Regions from separate parts of the Zea mays genome. Here regions 2 and 3 are each linked to region 1. Evidence: chromatin contacts called from public Hi-C data. All regions are on one chromosome and are shown on one strand. Each heading gives the region's core, a stretch centred on a gene start, on an enhancer-like site or on the middle of the called end of the contact. The rest is flanking DNA. Distances are from core to core; before and after follow the strand shown. Region 1 holds the start of LOC100384252. Region 2 holds the start of LOC100383395. Region 3 holds the start of LOC100192764.

What was found. A called contact is a pair of places that touch in the nucleus more often than the background predicts.
Region 2: a Hi-C map of tassel shows a contact between it and region 1, with 3 times the contacts expected there. The contact joins the promoter of LOC100383395 here to the promoter of LOC100384252 in region 1. A contact is called at or near these places in 2 of 25 Hi-C or Micro-C datasets (ear and tassel).
Region 3: a contact with region 1 is called in a Hi-C map of endosperm, with 3 times the contacts expected there. The contact joins the promoter of LOC100192764 here to the promoter of LOC100384252 in region 1. A contact is called at or near these places in 6 of 25 Hi-C or Micro-C datasets (bundle sheath, ear, endosperm and 2 more).

What each region holds. Positions count from the first base shown.
Region 1 is chr5:141,547,886-141,552,301 of Zm-B73-REFERENCE-NAM-5.0, forward strand. It overlaps LOC100384252, which reads left to right and starts at 2,586. Exons shown (of 2, transcript NM_001176818.1): 1 at 2,586-3,044; 2 at 3,789-4,416. The coding sequence starts at 2,750. The coding sequence ends at 4,156.
Region 2 is chr5:142,500,990-142,505,405 of Zm-B73-REFERENCE-NAM-5.0, forward strand. LOC100383395 reads left to right here and starts at 2,434. Exons shown (of 3, transcript NM_001176050.1): 1 at 2,434-2,620; 2 at 4,140-4,209.
Region 3 is chr5:140,907,956-140,912,371 of Zm-B73-REFERENCE-NAM-5.0, forward strand. LOC100192764 reads left to right here and starts at 2,345. Exons shown (of 3, transcript NM_001137960.2): 1 at 2,345-2,668. The coding sequence starts at 2,537.

The DNA.
Region 1 (4,416 bases), core at 1,336-3,835:
GATTAACTTGAAGCAACACAAAATAATATTAGCAAGGAATAGTGCAAGAGAACTTAGAGAGGAAGAAAACAAACAAATCACAAGCAATAAACACAAGAGACACAGGTGATTTGTTTCACCGAGGTTCGGTTCTCGAGAACCTAATCCCTGTTGAGGAGTCCACTAAGGACGGGTCTTTTTCAACCCTTTCCCTCTCTCCACCGATCACCAAGACTGGCGAGCTCTTCTTCTTCTTTGTCAATAAGAGACCAAAGTCTCCGCAAGGCCAACCACAAAGATAAGGGGCTCTTGCTAGCTTTACAATGAATGGGAGTCAAAACTCCACGCTCAAATGATCACAAGAGGTAGCACACACTTTCTCTCAATGATTCTCACAAGGCACTATCACTAAACGCACACGAGTAGCTCTTTCTTGCTTGATCTCTCTTTTGTGGCACTTGTGAGGCTTTGATGTGTATAGAAGTGTTGTTCTAGTAGATAGGAGTGAATACCCAACTCTTGTGTATGAAATGGATCAATTAATCCTTGTGAATGGGCTGGTTGGGGTGGCTTTTATAGCCCTCAACCACCCATATAGCCGTTGGGGCGCATCTGCCAGAAATTACACTGGCGGACGGTCCACGGCTAGGGCCCGGACGGTCTGCAACCCTCCAACGATCGATTCTGACATCTCCAATGGATACGCCTGACAGATCAACGGCTATTTGCCTCGGTCACACCACACGGACGGTCCGCCCTTGGTCCCGGACGGTCCGCGCCAGCTCTATAATTCTTTTTGCTCAACTTGTCACCTTCGGGCTGAACCAGGTCTTCACATGCGGAAAGTCCGTGAATTATAGCCGGACGGTTCACACTGTATAGCCGGACAGTCCGCGGTTTAGTCGGACTATCCACGATTTTCAGTTCCTGGCCGAAGTCGAAACGCTGTCGCGGACGGTCCGCCAGAAGGGGCCGGACGGTCCGCGCTAGGCAATTTCAGAACTTGAGTTTCTAACTTCCCGTTGATCTTTGAACAATCTTCTCCATGTTGCTTTGGCTAAACTTGAGAGAGATCCCGTGACTTAGAAAAATATCTCAAGTGGTTTTCCATCCAGTCTAAGTCAAGGATCATGAACACTTTGATTCTTTTACTCATATTTCTTCTTTTGCTCAAACTAGCTCCAAAATAGCGATATGTTGATTTTGAGCTTTTCAACCTTTCTAAAAGTGTTGAATACGTTCCTCGGGGTATTTTGAACTTATCCAAGGAGTAGAACTATTGGTAGTTCATCTATCTCATGGTTTACCCCTATTTGGTTGAATCTGAGCTGATTCTGACTTAGAAACTGAACTGTTGAATCTTATGAACATGTGAATCAAAGACTAGGCAAACTAGTTAGTCCGAATGATTGTGATGGTCATCAAGTACTAAAAAATAAGAAATGGTTTAAGGCCATTTCCCTTTCAGGTAGTTTGTCCCATTGAAGAACAGAGGTTTGCTAACACCTCGTTCCATATCGCATCCGAGGATCCAAACCTATTAAGGTGGAGAGATCCTTAACCGGCTCCGATACCAATTAAAGGACCGTGAGGCGACAGGAGGAAGGGTGAATGGGAGCCATTAAAATTTTCTTAATGAAGAGCTTGTGGCTTTCTGGAATGCAATCCAAACCTCTAGGGACACCAAAACGCTCCAAAAAGGAACAACTCAATAAAGTGTCGATTGGCTGCTCCAACCAAGTTCTTGAGAAGAGTATAAGCTTGAAGGAACAAAAGAACTTGATTTGGAACCTAAACTTTTAGAGGAGACTCCAAAGGAAAACCTTCAAGGACGAGCGACAGTGCTAGGGCAAAGTACGAATATTATCTTTCCATACTTGAATTCAATTCGTCTAAAAGGGATGAAATCCGATCCGTATTCAAATCCGAATATTTCGTATCCAATTTATAGTCGTATTCGTATACTCAAATTAAATATTTAATATGTCGATATCCATTCGATAATATCCATCCCATCTGAATCCGTAGAAAAAAAAATGAAAACAGGTATGATACAATATCAGCATGTATCCGACCCAATTACACCCATACCCAAAAGTTTCTAACCAACACGTTTCATGGTTAGCTAAATAAAAATTGATTTAATTTAAATCACTTTCCAGTCATTTTTAGGGTGGACAAAATACTCATGGCTCGTCAGCTCGGTCGGCTCGACTAATTTTCATTTTATCACGAGCTGAGCTAGCATCTCAGCTTGATTTGTTAACGAGCCACCTCCTTAACTCGAACAAGTATTTATCAGCAAAACAAAACCTTTATTTGTATTGGATGAACTAATAAGTGATTAACTATATTAATTTGGTGTTGAATTGATGTGGAAATTGAATTTGTAAGTATTATTACTCTTTTCTAATATTTAATTGGTCTAAAGTTAATTAGCAATTAATTATATTGTTGTATACATATTTGTATATTTTTTTGTTTATGACTCGCGATATAAACGATCCATCTCAAACTCACAAATAAGCAAAGCGGAGCCGATTTTTCAGTTTGGTATCTTAACGATCGAGATTTTTCAATGTCTCTCGTCTGAAATGGACTGGACTGAAACAAAAAACATTCGGGGACGCGCCTGCTTGCTTCTTTCCCCAAACCCCAAACCGCAGGTAGGAAGCAAACCGCACGCCCCGCTCCAGAACGGATCCTCATCTCTCACGTTGTCACCACAGTCTGAATCCAGAATCCAACTAGTAGCTCCATAAAAGCGGCAATGATCCAGCTGCTGTTCGTCGTGCTGGTGGCGGAGGCGTCCCTGACGGCGGCGCTGCTCTTCAAGACGCCGCTGCGGAAGCTCGCCGTGCTAGTGATCGACCGGCTCAAGCGCGGCCGCCACGCGCCCGTCGTCGTCAAGACGGTCGCGGGCGTCATCCTTGCCCTGCTCGCTTCAACGCTCTACAGCATGACACAGATCGCCGGCAGCACGAGCGACTCCGACTCTGGCGGCGGGCCCACCCCCACCGACCAGGTGCTCTTCTCGCGTCACCTCCTGGAGGCGTGCCTCATGGGTAGGTCCTGGTAACGCGCATCAGCCCACTCGATCACGTTCATTACGCCTTGTCCATGCGGGCTCCTCTATCCCCTTTTTTATTGGTCTCGATTCCCTGTTTATTGCTTGCTTGGGTAGGGGTGTGGTGAGATCTGGGTGTGATGAATAGTCTGTGACAATCTAGGTTGGTGGGGTGTACTGCTATCTTGCTTATTCAGGTGGCTGTTCAAGCGGTTGTGTTGATGTAAGCTGGTAACCCGGGCAGTAACTAGTTTTTAAGCTTTCAAATATTATTAAACAGATCAAGGTCTTTTTGGTCTAAAAAAGAAAAGAGCATCCATTCTTTGACCCTGCGTAGGGGATTAAAACTTATAACATTCTTATGCATCTGTTTGTGAGTAAATGTAAAATTGTAAGGTCCAGCTAGTAATTTTATCCTGAGGAACTATTTCGATCCAAGCTATACAGCTTCCCCATCTCACTCCACAGTGCAAAAAAAGTGCGCACAGAGTTTGTTGATGGGAGGTGAAGTACTTGTTGCATCAGCATTGGGCACATTCAGAATTTCTTGTTCTGGTGTATTCTGTATATATGTTGCAATGAAATTTCTACTGTGCATATGACTCCAGTAGAATGTGGTTATCTATCATGTCCTTTTTACGCATGCACCCTTTCCCTCTTAAAACATTGTGCTAAATGTTTCAGCACTGAATTCATGTTATCTGCCCCATGTTGAAGTCTGAGCTGAGTACTATTCTTTCAGGGTACTCCTTATTTCTTGCTCTAGTGATTGACCGGCTCCACCAATACATCAGAGATTTGCGCCGGTTTAAAAAGGACTTAGAGGCTGTACGTAAGCATAATAAAATGTTGGAGGAGGCAAAACATGGAAACTCGGAGGAGGCAAAGAAATACCAGGAAGAGATTGCCACTCTGAACAAGGAGATGAAGAAACTGAAGCTACAAGTCCAAGAAAAGACAGAAGAGGTCCATGTTTCAGAGGACAAGGCACTTGCTATCCAAAAACAATCCGAAGGCTTGCTGACTGAATATGACCGCCTGCTGGAGGATAATCAGCATCTTCGGACACAGCTGCTGTCAATTGACCGCAGGCTTTCCAACTCTTCTTGAACGAAGAGTCTATTTAGGGGATGCTGAAGAATTTCTGTGGAAGATCATGTTACCACCCAAAGTGTATGGCAGCTACCTGCTTCCTCACTTGTTAGTCTTAGCATCTTCAATTAACTAGCTATTGCATTATATTGTTGGCAAAACTAGTGCAAGCATTATATGGTCTAGAACTTTGGAGTTTCTCTTGTGTGTTTCTTGTAATGCCTACTTTTTATGTGTGCTTATAGTGATTACTGTTTTGAACAGAATTTTATGATTAT
Region 2 (4,416 bases), core at 1,184-3,683, 950 kb after region 1:
AAAATATAGGTTCTTAATTCTTTATAAACCCAGCTAAATCTAAAAATGATGTTTGGCCAACAACCTTGCCATTGGTTGGTCTGACCGTGTCGATCTTAATGTCAAAAGGTTTGGCATGAGGTCCAACCATGTTGGACCATGGTCCGGTCGGTATCGATTGGTCTATTGGACAGTTAGGTTGTTACCGAGCAACTGATTACTTTTGGTGCCTTTTGGTTGATAGTTCGGTCGGTACATGTTGTTATCGAGCGACCGATTATTTGTGGTGTCTTTTAGTTGGATAGTATGGTCGGTACCGGTCGCCTTTAGAGACATGATGTATTTTGATTGGTTCAGCTAGTTGTTTTAACTATTTGAAGTCTAAAAAATAAAAAAGATTAAAACCCTAGGATTCAGACGATAATTGGAGGTGCGTGTTTAGTCCATTCACACTCCTTATTCTTTATTCTGCTCGTCTTCCTTTATATCGTAGACTTTAATTTCAGTATGAATTCTATGTAGAGTACGAACTTTCAAACCTTTATGGACATCATCAAGGAAAAATGTGCACAACTTCTCGACACCCCTACTTGTACTGGGGAGGTCCTCTTCGATGACCTTTTTTCCTGTATATTTGTCAGGATGATGTTTCTGCCTGCCCCATTCTCTCACTCAACCTCTAGTTCCATACCCATATCCTCCTCCTATGTATCCCTACCGATTTCCATGATTTGTTTGATGGGAGCAAAAAAACCCTGTCTGAACTTGGACGACAATTATAGCTCTACATCATAGTAAAGAGTGGACTCACCATAGCATATTGATCGTTATAGGGCAAGAGCTCAATGAAATGGGATTGATCTAGCAACAAGTAGCAGCGAGTCCCCACCTACATAGAAAGAAATGTTAAATAAGATCTACAAGACTAGTAAGAGGATTTCTCAAACTAAATTATTTAAGCAATTTAATAATTGATGGATTGTTCCATATCGACATAGACTAAGACAAAAAGGTATGTAGAAATTAGCCTTAAAAAACTAACAAAGCAACTTAAACTAGAGGGGAAAAGGCATAAAAAAGGTGGAGGAGGAAAATGAGAAAAAAAACTTAGTTTATTAGTTATACTAGTCGGATGACTGTGTATTGTTACGGTTTTTATATAACATTAGTAAACTTTATTTTAATAAAACATAAAAATATGTGTATTTTATTGGTTAGATTAGTGTGAATATGGTGTCACAATCAAGTTTTGAACCCCATTTAAGCATAATTTTACCTTATTTTTAGATAAAGCGGGAAGAGGAAGAACGACACACTACGACGATAGTAAACGTGGAACTATATAAACTGATGATTTATATAGTATAGAAAAGATTAATAAAATACGTGTTTTTAATTTTGATGGTTATGTTATATAATTTCTAATTGTTTTTCTTACGTAATTGCATTTGTTTAAATATATAATTAGATGTATTTTTTTTTATTTTAATAAAACAATATAACACCGAGAGCAAGCGCATAGCAGGTGAGGTCAGGTCAGTTTGCGGAGATCAATTGGGAAGGAGGCTGACACGTCGGCCGGGCCGCACTCCCCCACGTTGCAAAACAAAGAGACGGCACCACTCCAGGATGGCGACACGGACGCCGCCGCGACCATCCTTTGCTCACCTGGGCCCCACGCACAACACAATCCGAGGCAGGGCGGCAGCGCGGGTGCGAGTCGCGTCACCCGTGACGGCCCGATTCCGTCCATGTACTAGTGCGCGAGCCATCCGAGTGAGCAATGAGCATACGCGACTGACGTGCGGGGCAAGGTGGTTCGTGGGCCCACGCGTCGGTTGATGGGCGCGACGTGGTAGCGGTGGCGTGAGGTGCGCCGCCGACCGCATAGAGGCATGCGCACTTGCACAGGCGGCCATGGATTCTTCCAAGCGGCTTCGTTTGGTCGAGTCGCCTTTTTCGCTGTAAGATCCTTGCTGGATGTCGGATTTACGGACAAGGACAACAACAGATTCTCTTCTCTTTGGCCTCACGTAGACGTATTGCAGACAGATGCTCCGACAAATACAAGCTTACAATTCTTTACCATCAAACCAAAGTAAAAAAAATATACCATAGAACAACTCAAAATTGTCGTGTTAATCAGCTACTTTCTCTTACAAACCGGCAAAGTTTAGAGAGAGCCAACATATATGATAGTAGAACAAAATATCACTGGCTGTTCACATGTGCCAGATTATCTATTTTTAGTTTCCTTTTTTTATTATTTCAGTGGTTTCCATGAATAGTTTCTGCCCTTTTTATGTTCCGTAAAAGCTTATTCAAAATAAACCGTTGCTGGACTCCGAACAAACTTGGCATCCGCTCTGCCCAAGGAAACGAAAGGGAGGGAGAGCGACTTTTTTTCCATTAAAAAAGCCCCCCGAAGGAATGCTGTAATTGCCCCTCTCTGCTCTGGTTGCCAAGGCAAAGGGCCACACCCTCACCTCAGCATCTCTCTGCTCCACTTCTCCTCGTCCCCGTCCGACATCGCATCGCATCGCATCACCGCCTCTCGCTTTCTGCCCATCAGCCCTCCCTCTCTCTCCTGCGTCTCCGAGGCGCGGACGACGGCGACGACGCGAACGCCCCCGCCGCCTAGGTATCTCCTTCGCCCTCCTCCCCATCCGTCGTGGCGCGCGCCCGCCTCCCTCTCGGTCGGCGTCGTCGTATTTTACCGGCGCCGGCGGTTTCGTTTTCGTCCTCGTATGCGCCAGCGAAGTTTGCGCGAAAATCTCTCTCCTTGTAGTCCCCGCGGGTTCTTCCACGCTCGTTTTCACGAATTTACGATTATTAATTTCAGTTCTTGTCGCGGTGTGGGGGGTGTCCGCTATTTAATCCTTCGCTGGCAGCAAGTTGATCCTTCCCAGCTCCGGCTCAGTGTTCCGGAGAGGTGCAAGGTGGAAGGTTGGTATGGCCTTCTAGTTTATTGTCTTCGTACTGAGCCCACCCTTCGTTTGCCCATGGAGAACTTGAGAGATCGTTCAGTTCTTAGCTCAACCCGTGCCCTTGCGGTTGATGAGGTGCGCACGCGAAACTGGATATACTTGTTAGTGGAGCGGCGTCGCGTCTCTATTTTTTTAAATCTGGAGAATCGTTCTGAGTCAGATCTTTGATGGTGTCTGAGGCTCTGGGTCTAGGTGAGAGGAGTGGAGCCTGAATTGTGCTGCAGCTTCTGTCTCATTTTGGGGTTCATGTCTGCATTGAGGAGATTTTCAACCCGTTGTCTTAGTGAAATCACTCATAATTCCTCTTACCTTGTGACAGAGTCTGCCTCTGAACACTGTGAATTCCCATCCATTGTTTATTTGTGGAGAAGGTGTAGAAGCGCTTCACAAAGTTGCGCTTCATGAAAACAACGATCTTAAACTTATTGACTAGAGAGTTACGTTTATGAACAATATAGTATCTTCAGAAGAAGAATGTATGGTTGGTTTCATCTTGGCTCCCTAATTGGATCACATGTAGTTTAGGTATACAGTAATGTTCCTACGTCTCCTACAATCGAAAGACAGTGGCAGGATCACCTCTACACGCGCATGGTTCGTTCTCTCTGGTCCATCCCTTCTGTTCGTTTGACCCCAAAACTAAGGGAACTGTATGGAGGATTAAATCCCCTGCAAGGCAAAACCCCTCTCAAACCTCTCCAATTCCCTTGATTTTGTAATCAAATGAACACGGCAGGCTGCTTTCCCTTTGCAAGTTCAATGGAGTAAAAAGCTCTGCTCATTTGACTGTTCCTTTCCAGTGAATCTTCTGACCTCCTCTCTCGTAGTTTAAATTATGTTCAATATCTTTCTTTGTAGTTGCTTTTGCTCACGAAAGGCATACGAGAGTACCATTACGCATCATTTGAAATTTTCTTAATGGTTTTATCTGGTGAATTGAAACCAAGTTCCATTTTGCTTGTTGGGATTGAGATGAACCTAGAATATTCTTGCCCTATATTTAATTATATTCTGACTCTAAAAAAATAACACTGACCTATAGACCCACTTCAGATATACTCTAGTCCTTACTTTTTGCAGAGATCCATACAGGTTAATATTATTGTTCCTGATACAAAGTTGCAACCTGTGGCATGCATGATGATATTTTGGCTTCTGCGTTCATTTTTGCAGGCACATTTGCTGGGAATTAGGGCAATCAACGTTTAAGTACATGTGGTCTACTGCTGTTTGATTATTACTGGTAAGACTCGTAAGCTTCAAATTCTGCCACTTTTTATGGCAGGAACTTAGTCCCTACTTAGTATATATGTCGTGCAATGGTTTATGATGCCTGTGGTTTTTGTTTTGTTCTTATCTGGTAGCACTTGGCCACTTGAGTTCCTGTATTTTTTTTGGAAGTTCAAATTATCTGATCTTAGGTGGAATGGATGAAAGATCTAACCATAAC
Region 3 (4,416 bases), core at 1,095-3,594, 640 kb before region 1:
TATATCGATCTTCTCATATGGCATTCCCAAAGCCTTTAGCAGCTTCTTTGACCGGTAAATGTCTTTAGGCACCTTATGATCGGCAGGAAGGACATCACTAAACAAGTCCAAAATCGCCTTATAACATTTGGCTGAGCAACCAAACTTTGACTTTATGCTCATTAGACGGGTCACGAACTGGAGGATGGTAACCGTTGTGTGTCCATGCAGAGGCATTTCTAAGTCTTGGAGGAGTTTGAACAACTCTTCAACCTCTTTTGTAGGCGGATCTTCAGGATTGTTGACAAACTCTGCCTGCATATCTTCTAACATATGATCCAATCGATCAACGTTTTCACCGTCATCCACCTCCATCTGTGCTGATACTATACTCCGTGACTCGCCGTGGTTATCCCAAACCTTATAACCTTGAACATACCCATGACTGCAAAGGTGTAGTGCCACAGTTCTCTTGTCATGTGACTGGATGTTCCCACATTTGGTGCATGGGCACCTAATCACAGCGTGGGTTGACTCTCCACGAGCGTTCTCTAAAAACTTTTCTGTCTTCTGAAACCATTCCTTTGTGTGACATCCGCCCTTCTTCCAACCAGCATACATCCACTCACGGTCATCTTCCATGACTAGGATGGCTCAGTTTTGCTGTTGTGTAAACCACCAACCAAAAATTCAGCATATAAGAGCGATGCACGTGGCTTAGGTGATAACCCTACTATAGGAAAGGACATAAACCCACCCGAGAATGGAGGCGGCCGCATGCGACTCGTGACGTGCCCGATGGTCCGAACGAAATTTCGGCAGCATAACCCCGCTGTTCTCCGAACACACGCCTATCATGGTGCGACGGAGAACAACTGGGTTATGCTGCTGAAATCTCGTTCGGACCAACGGACACGTGCACGAATCACATGCGGCCACACCCATTCTCCGGCTGTCCAAATACGTGGACAATCCCGGAACCACGCACATCACAAGTAATCTTGTGTTTGGACCGAATGAAACTATACAATCTATGCATCCATAGATTGTCTAGGTGCATTAGGCCCAAACATATGAATAAATGTGATGCATGTGCATGCTTCCAGAACGGGTGACGCCTAGGGTTAACTACTGGTCTGCGCACTTAACCCTAAAACTCTAGGAAAATAAACAGTGTATCATACTAATCAAACTACCACAACGTAGTTAACTCCCGTCGGCTTAATCAATACAATCAACCAACCGACGGGAATAAACATATTTTCGATATAAATATAAATATATATCGCAATGATATAATTTTAAATGATTTCAATCTTACTGTCTCAGTGGAGGTTGCAGCGGCGTCGGGGGAGGGGACGGGCGGGGGCAGCGGCGTCGGCAAGCCGCGGCGGAGGACGGGACGGGCGCGGCGGGGTCGGCGGCGGCGGCGTAGGCGCTGGCGGCGCTCGGGCGGGGCGGCGCACGGCGGCGGCGGCGCAGGCTCGGGCGGCGCTCGGGCGCACGGCGGCGGCGGCGCAGGCTCGGGCGGCGCTCGGGCGCTCGACGGCGATCGGCGGCGGCGCGGGATGAGTGGCCGGCGATGGAGAACGACCGCGCGATGAATAAAGCCTGGGCGAGTGGCCGGCGCGCGCGTTTTAGCCGGGCCCGCCCTAAACCCCGTCGGCCGTAACGAAGCCGACGGGAGATAATGTAGCTCCCGTCGGCCTCCGGACTAACCGACGGGAGTTATTTTATCTTCCGTCGGCTTCGTTATGGCCGACGGTAGTTAATTAACTCCCGTCGGCAACCCTAAAAACCGACGGAAATTATTATGGCCGACGGGAGTATTCAGTTTTGCTGTTGTGTATGGTGCTCAACAGCAGCCAACAGAGGTAATACATGACAGTGAAACAGTAGAAACTAGCTTTATATAGTACATAATAATGACCAGAGAACATGTTAGGAGTGTTAACTCAATCTGTCAAACACAAGCTGAACTTTTTAAAGGGATAACACAAGTTAAATTGAGGTAACAGTCCAGGAAAGCTTGACAGACGTTTGTTTAGCTTAACGTTTTAAGACTGTATTTAACCGATCGTTCATATGACCATAAAAAATATAAAATACTGTTTTGACACTATTTATATTAAAAATTTAAAATAAAGAATGTAATAGAAGATATGATCTCACGCGCACGCGCTCAACCAAAGCAAGACCCGTGGAGCGCAAGCGCCTGTGTACAGCGGGCTAAAGTCCAGTACAGCGACCCGGAACAACGGGGCAGCACTCACCCGGCCCGGCTATGAGCCCAATACGGGCCCACTTTGTACAGCGAAGCGAGCAAACCCCTTCTTCTCGCCTTTCTGTCGCGCTTCTTCTCGATCTTGTTCGCGGAGAGGGGTGACGTGATTGACGATTTTGACTCGAATCATGGTGTGCATCTCTACCAGATAGAGAGCTGACCTGAGGTGGAGACGCGGATCGTGGCTCCTGGGGTGGAGGTACAAGCGTACAGCTCAATAGGAGATCAAGAGTAAAGAGTGTGGGGAGGGGAAGGACGCGATATCGGGGGAGGATGGTGCTTGTGCTTGCGCTGGGGGATCTGCACATCCCGCACCGGGTGCCCGACCTGCCCGCCAAATTCAAGTCCATGCTCGTGCCCGGCAAGATCCAACACATCATCTGCGCTGGCAACCTCTGCATCAAGGTATCCTTTACCTTCCTCTCTTCGATCGATCTTACAGTCCTCATATGTTCAATTTTGTTGCGCTGGCTAGGTCCTATTGCTGTGTGGATAGTTGCATCACGAGAGAAATCATAATGGTTCTTAGGTCGCTGGGATCAGTAGCTTCGCTGTATGATTCTACTGCAGTCGTTTGTTTGGTTCAGTTGCCCAGCGTGTGTGTGGTTATTTTGGGCTCCAGGATAGCAATATCATCGATCTGGTCTCTATAAGACTATAACCGGATTTCATCTTGTGGTTTTTCGTTTTTGTTGTGGCAAAGTGAACTGATGATCGATGGACCCAATGATCAGTAATCGTACGATCACTACTTTGCATGATCAGTACACCAATGGCACATCTTACTGCTTATAATCATTAGAACTCTTTGCAGTTCTTGTTAAATTGTCAAGGGAAAATTTTCAGCCAGCATCATGCTCGCCATGTCTATGTTTATTATGCATTATGCAAGTGTAATAAGTTGTGGATTAACCTGAATACCATTCATACAGTAGATTGTAAAGTATATTGGCAAGTTGTTCTTAATCACACAATCTTCACAATCTCCAGGAAGCAAAAGTATCATTTCCCGATGGCTAAATTGCTACCTGTTCAATTTTAAGTTCTTGTCATCATATAAGCATGCCAGTTGAGATGTTTGTATTTGGCATAGTTTAATCTTCTCTACTAATATAGTTTATCAGATGTTTGCTCATAAGTCATAAGCCACAAGCCATAGCATAAGTCCCAGATCCTCTGGCTGAGCGTATTTGTGATCTCTAGAGTACAGTGGACTTAGGGTTAGGACTTAGGACCAAGAAGTTGTCATCTATTTGGCATCATTTTATCTTCGAATATTGTAGAAGGTGAAGGTGAAGTCGAAGCTAGGACAGATAGGCTATTATATCTTGGTTTTGCTTACAAAAAGTTTGTACACAAAATGACATATACTTCCCCCAGTCAAATAAACATGATGTTTCTGAAAGGACAATTAGCTTGTTTGCTGCTTGTCCTAAACATAGTGCTTTAGATAGTGCTTGGTTCTGAAGTATGGTGGGACGGAAATTGGTTCCATGTAGGACAGAGTGGCTCTAAAAAGAAAAAAAATTATGTTTAAATGTTCAACCATCTGGCTCCCCAAAATCTCCTGGACAGAGCCGCTCCCTGGCATGGAGCCGCTCCATCCAACTAACTCCGGAACTAAACACTACCTTAGTGACTACAGGGAGTAATTTGGCCTTTTTTATATGTTGTAGGTTAATAGCTTTAGCTTAAATTGAAAATACACCAACTTCGAAAGCTTTCTATGTTGGAAAGAGTGTTTGACATGCTTGGCTTATCTTTCTGTGCCATCATTGATTTACTGAATTATCATTTTGGAACTGGAAATAGATGAAGAACTTTCCCCCAGTCGCATATACGTGGGAGATATGGTAATGCAGATCCTAGCTTGTTCGCTGCGGCTTTAATCCGGCTACGACTTTGTCATGGACCTTCGGTCCATGGGGGTAGCTGTCTTCTCCGGCGAGGTTATACCCCTCTGCCGCAGGCTTGGTTCTAGGGTAGCAACCCTAGGCGCTTGAGAGTCTGTCATGAGAGAGAGATTGGTTTGATAATATATTCCTTATTCCTTTGTCTCCTGCGTACAGGCCTATATATAGGCCACCGGTTGACCAACTAGGCAACCACTAATTAGGCAAGTGACTAATTGGAATTATCTCCCTACAATTTAG